Regions from separate parts of the Mus musculus genome. Here region 2 is linked to region 1. Evidence: chromatin contacts called from public HiChIP or PLAC-seq data. All regions are on one chromosome and are shown on one strand. Each heading gives the region's core, a stretch centred on a gene start, on an enhancer-like site or on the middle of the called end of the contact. The rest is flanking DNA. Distances are from core to core; before and after follow the strand shown.

Region 1 (4,423 bases), core at 205-2,704:
TCTCTGTTTAGACAGGCTTAATTGACTTGCCTCTTGCTGCAGCCACACTGGGGGGGTGGGGGGAGGGTATTCCTGTGTGGCTAATGCCCCACCCTCAGCCCAGTCCCTCTAGCTCTGAATTGCTATTCCGAACCTGGAAGACACCAACCAAGTGTGCTAGCTGGTGCTCTGGAGTCTTCTGAGAGCAAACTTGGAGATACTGGGGGGAGTTTTGTGAATGGCCAAATCGCTGACAGCTTGGGAGGGGATTTACTCCTGTGTCAAGGTTGTATGGCTCAAAACTGAAAACTGAAGGCAAATAGAAATGGAAACAGATACATAGGTTCAATTTCCAAAGAAGCATACTCACCTAATATAGGCGTAAATATTCATTATGTGTACCAGAGGGTGTTTGAGTTTGTGCAGGCGGAGGGCACAGGTCACCCTCCTATGTCATTCCTCAAGTATGGTGTACCTTGTTTTTCTGAGAGCCATTTAACAAGCCACAGGGGTCTGGTTCGTTCACCTTCCCAGTGCTGGGATTGCAGGCACACGCCCTTTGTCCTGCTGTCTCTCTCATGGCTTCACCTGGGTCTACATGCTTGCTGGGCAAGAACTGTCTGGCTTTCACTCCGCCCTGCAGCACACGGTGCAGAGGTGGTGTTCATTCTGTAGGGGAACCCCTGCTCATTAGTCCTTGGGTGAAAACTCTTGGGGTCTTGGAACCAAATTAATACAAGAGCTGAAGAGCAAGTGAAGAACGTAAGGGTTTTAAAAATAACTTTAAGACACCCAAGGTTTCCACAGAGTGGAGTCAGAAGAAGCCGACCCAAGCGTGATGCGTTTATAAGCTTCAGACAGAAGAAGACCGGCAACCTTGAGCAGAAAGCTGGGCAGGTGTGTGGGACGGGGCAGTAAATTCCAGTGGTGTAACTGAGAGATAATGTGAGGCGACACTAACTGCTCCTTTCTGTTGCTTATTTAAGTTCACTGTAGTGCCCTGTGTCAGTCTCTGGTGCTCAAGGCTGTCCCCCAGCCTCCTACGTTAAGATCACCCCTCCCAGAAGGAAGGGCCGCTGTGGTTTGCTGCATGTAGGAAACTGTAACCACAGGGTCTCCCGTGGAGGTGACTTCCTGTCAAGGATTCAGCTTGTGAATGGGTGTGACCGTTTGCTGTGCCTTGAGATGCCACACCTCCCACTTTCCCAGTTCCTCTATCTAAATGCTTGTCTCCAAGCAGTAGACTGATTTGAAAACACAACTGGGAAGCTGGAATTCACTTTAATGCTTGGAGGAGCCTATAAATTCTAACCCTTGTTCAAGAGCAAAGTCAAGGGCCAGTCCTTCCTAAAAGTGTGTTGTGGTTTTTCTTCCACAAAACTCTACTGGATTTTGAGTGGAGCCCATCAAAGCGGGACTTAATTACTTACGTCAGTCTGTAGAAATTAATGCTGTCCCTTTAAGATCACATGCTCTTTGGAAAGAAGGACTTGGGCTTCTCTGACTTCTTTCTTGCCTTGGACAAGTGTTTAATGGACACTATTGAGTGCCAAGTGTCCTCCGAGTGTTTGAACAACAACGGTCTCAAACAAGAGTCCAGGCCTTTTGAGAACCAATAGTCTGGTGAAGGCAGGAACTACCACACACAGGAAAGGCTTCAGCTGTTGTGGGGTTTGTTTGTACTGTGGGGAGTATCTGATAATGCGCTTCTATTTACTCAGGAGGGTCAATAAGAGCTCCACAAGGACATTGTGACTGATTGAACCGAGATGAAAGAATGAGGAAGAATTGGCCAGAAATTGCTGAGTCTTGGAAATGATTTCTTTAATGTCCTTCTGATCTGAAAGATTCCCCTCTTATAGACTCCCATGCTAACCTAAACTATCCCTCACAACAGCAAGTGCATTTTAGGAATCTGTATTTATCCAGTAAGGGTCTGTTCTTATCCCCGAGCTTGTGGCTGTATGGCTGAGGCCGTATCATTTGTTCACCACAGGCGTCCTCACACCTGCCTTAGTCCTACTACCGCTCAGTGTTCTATAACTATCTGCATTTCCCACCCAGACTCTGGTCTCACAGTAAAGCTAGGGGCGTGGGGGGTGTGTTTCCTCCCTCAAGGTTGACTGGAAATAGCAATTCATTGAAAGGACACAGAAAACAAAACCGGAAAAACAAAATGGAAATCAGGGTGGGTTAGTGACAATTTTAAAAAATTTATAAATTATTCATTCTTATTCTTCTTACTATTGTGTGCATTCCATGGAGATCAGAGGTCATCTTTTGGGAGTTAGCTCTCTCCTTCCACCATAGGTTCCAGGGATAGAACTCTGGTCCTTGAGAGTATATAACAGTGGTTTGGGTTTTTTGTTTGTTTGTTTGTTTTTTCTACCTGTTAAGCTTTCTCTCCCACTCATTTGAGGGAAATCTGTTCCACTTAAAAAATACGGTCAAAATGGTTTTTGAAGTTTAATTCTAGGTATTGATTTTGACAATTACTTTCTCATGAGAAATAAAAGGGATGTGTAAGTAAGTACTGTCTTAAGATATGACTCAAAATGTGTTAAAGAAACAAATAAGATGTGAAATGTGCCATGAAGGGAGAGAGAGAGAGAAAAGGAGAGAAAGCTAGATGCATGGCAAACGGCAGAGCCAGGGCAGCCATCAACCAGGCTTTGGATTGGTCACCTCGGATTGGATCTGATGTCATTTCCGTACTAGGGATTGAAACCAGGGGCTAAGCATGAACTCTTCTCAGTTATCTTTAAAGGCTCTGGCTTTCCTCTGGGTACTTTCTGTGTTTTATACACGTTTTCATTAAATTGAGTCTACATTACTTTTATAATGAGGTAACAGGCTAACATCTTGCAGAGTTGACATGTAATATAAGCAGAAAATAGAATTACACACTTCATGTAGATGGTTTTGGAGTCCGTTGTAGGTTTTTCTTTAACTCGCTAAATTAGCTTATAGTTTGTATACTAGATTTAAAACCCAGCTGCTCTTCGTTCATCATGTTCCCATGTATTCCTGTGCGTCTGAGTGCTTGAAGGCGGAGACCCTTAGGTTTGCCTTTCTAGGGTAACTGGCAGTAAACCCCAGATGTCCTGACTCATTTATTACCCTTGACCTGTGTGCCTTTCTATTTTTAGAACAGAGGCGTGAGAGCCGGCATGAATGGTCATATGTCTAACCGCTCCAGTGGGTATGGAGTCTACCCTTCTCAACTGAAGTAAGTCAAGAGGGGCATGTGTAACTTGGGGCAGGCTTTGGCATGCTGGTGTGTGCTTGCTTTAGTGAGATGTTCTTATTCTGAAACACAGACTAACCTGGAACTTTCTGTGTAGTCGGGTCTAACCCTGATTTTACAATCCTTCCCTCCCAAGGGATGATGTTTCAATCATGTGTCACTAAGCCTCGCTAGTTTAAAACATATTTTTAATGAAAATACTACTTACCTCTTTTACAACCCATTCCTAAGTCATTCAGAAGTGGTCTCCTTTTTATTGCTAACCCATGTTATTACCAAAAACGATTATTTTCAAACACCCAGGAAACACTAGCCCTGAGGAAACTGTCATGTCATTGGAAGGTATTATAGGTTGGAATTTTATGCCTTGCTATCTTTTGTCATCAAGTATGTATTATTCTTCAGAGCTTTGGGTGTCTCTGGAACATTCTGTTGTTATTTGTATAGAGCTTTACATTATTTGTAAAAGTTCAAGAGCATTTAGTGTATACTATATAGGTATTTGCCATTGTATACAACAACACAGAACAAAGACAAGATGCCTCACCCCACCCCCAACCCCCACCCCTGTATCAGTTGAAATCACAGGCCCGAGTTGAGTGGCTGTTACCTTCTGTGGCCAGAACGATATGGCTTTCTCATATCCGCCATTGTGACATATACTCCACTGGACATTTGTTAGATAATATTTACTGTATGTAGGGAAATACATTTAATTATAAAACAGGATGTAAGCGGTCTTCTTTACTTCTCTGGTTATTCCTCTGTCCTGGGCATGCCACATCAAGTGACTGCTCCATCATTCTCTACTCATTCTGGAGTTAGTTCCCCACCTCCTGGTTCCAAGATTGATGCTCCACCTGCCAACCAGTGTCTTCCTGTTCTCCTGAATTCTCCTTGAATGTCAATGTGGTAGGAAAATCTTATATATCCTGATTTTAGAAAGATCAGTGATTCCTTGATATTGGATGTCAAGTTCATTAGTCTTATTCAGATATTGGTCTGTTGTGATTCTTCCGATTGCTTGTCTTATGGGTAGTCCCTACCCCCTCCTCCTCCCCTCTCTGTTCTAGGTCTTGAACCTTAATAAATATTTACTGATTAAACGGGAACAAACCAGTGTTTATATCACATAACATCAGCAAAAGAGGCCAGTTATATGACAAAGCAGGTTAGATTTACAAATGATGTTTTATT
Region 2 (4,070 bases), core at 1,085-3,584, 130 kb before region 1:
AGTTTAGGTATGGTCTGCACCATTGCTTATCTGACAGAATACAACAGACAGGCTTAATGCTATGATAGAGTCTGGAGCAATCCTTAAGATACTGATGGTGATGATTTCCTATGAGAAAGTTTGCATCTGGAATCCAGCTGCCATGCTGTGATGAAGCCTGAGACAGGTCTACTGTAAAGAGGACATTTCCCTGAAGCACAGGGGCGTCCATGGCTTCGGCTTTGCTTTCTGCGGCTGCAGATAATGGGCGGTAGAATTAGCGAGAGAGAATGATAAAGAACTCACGCCCACTGCCCTGAGCCCGCGGTGGGGCAATGCCATGGGCATGTCGCTGTGGCCCTAGATAACTATGAGAACCAGGCCATGGGGAGAGAGAGAGAGAGAGAGAGAGAGAGAGAGAGAGAGAGAGAGAGAGAGAGAGAGAGAGAGAGAGAGAGAGAGAGAGAATAATGTGTGGAACGCCTTAGTTGTAATTGGCTGAATTTAGCTTTAAAACTCTAGTGGACATGGCAAAATGGCTCAACTCCCAAGAGTCTTGTGGAGAAACTTTGTGCCGCGTGGACCCCACACGGACATCCGCTGCTTATCTAGCAAAGGCTGCACGCCACTTTGAATCGCATCTTTCCTGCCTGCTGCTTGGAACTCAGGGTACACCTGCCAGACTAGAAAGGTTAGTGAGAGAGTGTTTGTGTGAACGAACGAATGTGGGCCCATTTTACCATTTATCTGAGGCAGAGGCAGGCAGATTTCTGAGTTCGAGGCCAGCCTGGTCTACAAAGTGAGTTCCAGGACAGCAAGGGCTATACAAAGAAACCCTGTCTCAAAAAACCAACCCCCCCCAAAAAACCCATTTATCTGCTTTTTGCCGTTTATGAATAAACAAAAGTATTAGAACCTTTCCCACTGGGTTTGAGGAATTTGTTTCCTCCATGCTTTACGGCCCAAATCGAGACATATACTCATGGGGCAAGGGCCTATGTTCTCAGACAATAGTCCTGACAGAATTTACAGAAGAGCGCCCCCTGTTAATAATACCTGCGAAGTGTTTCCACCCAAATCCATATGAACAGAGAGCCCGCATGTCATGATTGTGCCCTTATAAGAAAAGAGTTGTCCTCCTGACTTTCTTTCTCAATCCTTCTCTCCCTGTCGCAGATATAAGAGGAGTCATCTGTAAACCAGGAAGTGAGCCTTCGCCAGTCGCCATCATTCTGGTACCCTGGACGTCTAGCATTCACAACTATGAGCAAGAAAGGTTAAGGCCATTCCATCTGAGTTTTATTTTTTTAAAAAGTAGCTTGAACTGGCTGTGAACTGTACCAACTCCTACAACAGCCAACTATCTTGGAAGTGGAATCTTCCCCAGTCAAGCTTCCTCAACAGATACTGGGGTGGCTGAGAGTCACTGCCTCTCCCAAACTTGATCAAATTGCAGATACATGAACTAAATAAATGAGCACTGCTGTTTTAAGTTGCTAAGTTTGGGGTGACTCCGGAGCTGGCTTAAATACAGTTGTGAATATGCCTCAGTATAACAAAAAGCCACTTCAAATAGTGCATTTGCACTAAAACTTTGCTAGTCACATAGTCTCAAAAAAAATGTTTTTGCGTTTGTTTTAATGTTTCAAACAGCACTCACATGCATAATAATAGAGTTGCCTCTTTAACGTTTGGATCTTGCATGCGTGCCTAATAGAAATATAAGCAATTATTTCAGTGAACTCAAATGGAATGGTACATCAACTGTGCGCTGTTTTCAGGCATGCTGGCTGTAGTAATTGAATTCTACCAGTGGAGAACATTACTGTGAAGCTCAGAGACTCGTGGGCTGGTTTTCATTCTGTGGTTTGTACTTAGAAACCACTGATTTGCCAGGGGTAGTAATGCAAGCCTTAATTACCAGCACTGGGGAGGCAGAAGCAGGCTGATCTCTGAATAGGCAGGCTAGTGCGTTATGGTTTGCATATGCTTAGGCTAGGGAGTGGCACTAATTGGAGGTAGGGCTTTGTTGGAATAGGTGTGTTACGGTGGGTGTGGGCTTTAAGACCCTCATCTTAGCTGCCTAGAAGTCAGTATTTTGTTAGTAGCCTTCAGATGAAGATGTAGAACTCTCAGCTCCTCCTGCACCATGCCTGCCTGGACACTGCCATGCTCCTGCCTTGCTGATACTGCACTGCACTTCTGAACCTGTAAGCCAGCCCCAATAAATGTCCTTGTAAGAGTTGCTTTGGTTGTGTCTGTTCAAAGCAGTAAAAGCCCAAGAAGACCTGTTCTACATATTAAGTTCCAGGACATCCAGGGATACACAGTCTCTGGGCGGGGATAGGAGTGGGAACTAAAAAGCAAACAAACAAAAAAACCCAAACCTATGGATTTAGCAAAATGTTAAGACAATAGAGTAGACTCAATAACAAAGAAACTTAAAAATGCCCTGCTGTGGTAGATTGAATGAGAAAGGCTCCCATAGACTCAGATTTGAATAGTTGGTCACCAGGGAGTGGCACCATTGTAAAGAAATAGAAGGTGTGGCCTTTTGAGAGGAAATGTGTCACTGAGAGTGGGCTTTGAGGTTTCCAAAAGGCACTCCAAGCCCAGAGTCTCTCTCTTCCTGCTGCCTGTAGATCCAGAAGTAGAACTCTCAGCCCCTTTCCCAGCATCGTGGGTGCCTGAGTGCTGCCATGCTTCCTGCCATGATGAAAACGTACTGCACCTCTGACACTGCAAGCCACCCCAATTAAATGCTTTCTTTTCTAAGAGTTGCCTTGGTCATGGTGTCTCTTCACAGAAATGGAACATTGACTAAGGCACACTTGCTTACTCTTTTTATTAATTTTCTTATTATAGTTGACTATGCCCATGAATGTGTGTCTCTGTGTGTATAGATGAGTGCAGGTGCCTACAGAGGCCAGGGGCTTCAGATCTCCTAGAGCTGGAGCCAGAGGCTCTGAGCTGCCTGTTGTTGGTGTTGGGAACCAAACTTGAGTCCTTTGCAAGAACAGCTATCTCTCCAGTCCCTTTGCTTGTGTGTGTGTGTGTGTATTATTGTTTATTGGGATCTGAAATAAAATCTATATACTTAGTGAATGTGACTTTAACCATGATTGAATAATAGAAAAATTTTTATAATAATTGTGTAAGAAGCAGTACTTTTGAATATCCACAGTCACTTGAAATATGTTGCTGGAATACATCAAGGCCCTGGGAGAGTCAAGAGTGGTTTCTGCAGTGGGGACCATGCTGGGAGCAGCTTGAGCCTCCATCCTTACTGGGGGTTCCAATTTGGGTGTGTGGGAACCAAATGTGGCCTTTCTCAGCACAGTTTGGTCTTGGGGACTCTGAGTAGAGGCAGGCAGGAAATGAAGAAAAGACAGTGATAGAGACACACTCTAGCAATACAGAATCAGGCGGGTTATGTGCCATTAGATGGAGCTACACCTGCTGCTGACTGGAACTTCAGTAGTTTATATGTTCAGCACAAAAAGAGGCTTTAGCCAGTCACAGTAGGAGGTCTCTGTTTCCAGCCTATTTTCTGTCTGGGAGGAGGAAGCTGCAGTTGCTCAGTTTGTACACACGGATCCATCATCTTTAAACACTCATACTTAGGCCAGAGGAGGAAGGCTTTGCCAATTTCCACCCTGACCCACGTGGAGAAAGGCTTTGCTGATGTCCCATGGCCCTGGGGCATTGACCCTTGTTATAGCTGTGCCTATGTCAGCAATACAATCTCACTTAGGGCTTTGTCCACTTCCTACGGAGCAAGATGGGACATTGAGAAAAGGCATCCTCCTCAGCAAAAGAGAGAGGCTGCCAGGCAAAGTAGCTCCTTCCTTACTTCTTCACAGTATCTATAGGCTGTAGAGCAAGTGCTTTAGCCACCTTGCAACCATCAATCTGGCAGAGGACAGTGGTGGGAAGGAAGTCTCCTTTTTTGAGGTAGACTCATGTCCCACAGCCTGGCCTCAAAGGACGTCACCAAGGATGATCATGAATTTCTGGTCCTTCTGCCTCCCCTTCCCACGTGTGCCACTGTGCCCAGTTTATGGGCTATAAGGATCTAACCTAGAGCTTCC

Evidence for each region. HiChIP or PLAC-seq counts read pairs in DNA pulled down with a chosen protein or histone mark.
Region 2: a contact with region 1 is called in an H3K27ac HiChIP or PLAC-seq map of embryonic stem cells, with 19 read pairs. The contact joins two enhancer-like sites. A contact is called at or near these places in 6 of 39 promoter capture datasets (the 3T3-L1 cell line, 3T3-L1-derived adipocytes, the C10 cell line and 2 more), 1 of 15 datasets of contacts at CTCF or cohesin (the NIH/3T3 cell line), 7 of 484 Hi-C or Micro-C datasets (Th1 cells, bone marrow-derived macrophages, cardiomyocytes and 3 more), 3 of 115 datasets of contacts at active chromatin or transcription factors (embryonic stem cells, heart atrium and pancreatic cancer cells) and 3 of 9 other capture datasets (adipose tissue, liver and pancreatic islet).

What each region holds. Positions count from the first base shown.
Region 1 is chr6:137,538,107-137,542,529 of GRCm38.p6, reverse strand. Eps8 (epidermal growth factor receptor pathway substrate 8) reads left to right here. Exons shown (of 22, transcript NM_007945.3): 3 at 3,129-3,208. The coding sequence starts at 3,150. Among named protein-coding and RNA genes, the nearest start is that of Eps8, 110 kb to the left of the region's middle. Within about 2 kb of position 1,454, at least 168 of the 459 cell types and tissues checked have an H3K27ac peak or open chromatin away from gene starts, as enhancers often do. A contact at or near this core is called in embryonic stem cells, where this site is marked.
Region 2 is chr6:137,667,970-137,672,039 of GRCm38.p6, reverse strand. No RefSeq gene overlaps it. Among named protein-coding and RNA genes, the nearest start is that of Eps8, 21 kb to the right of the region's middle. Within about 2 kb of position 2,334, at least 4 of the 459 cell types and tissues checked have an H3K27ac peak or open chromatin away from gene starts, as enhancers often do. A contact at or near this core is called in embryonic stem cells, where this site is marked.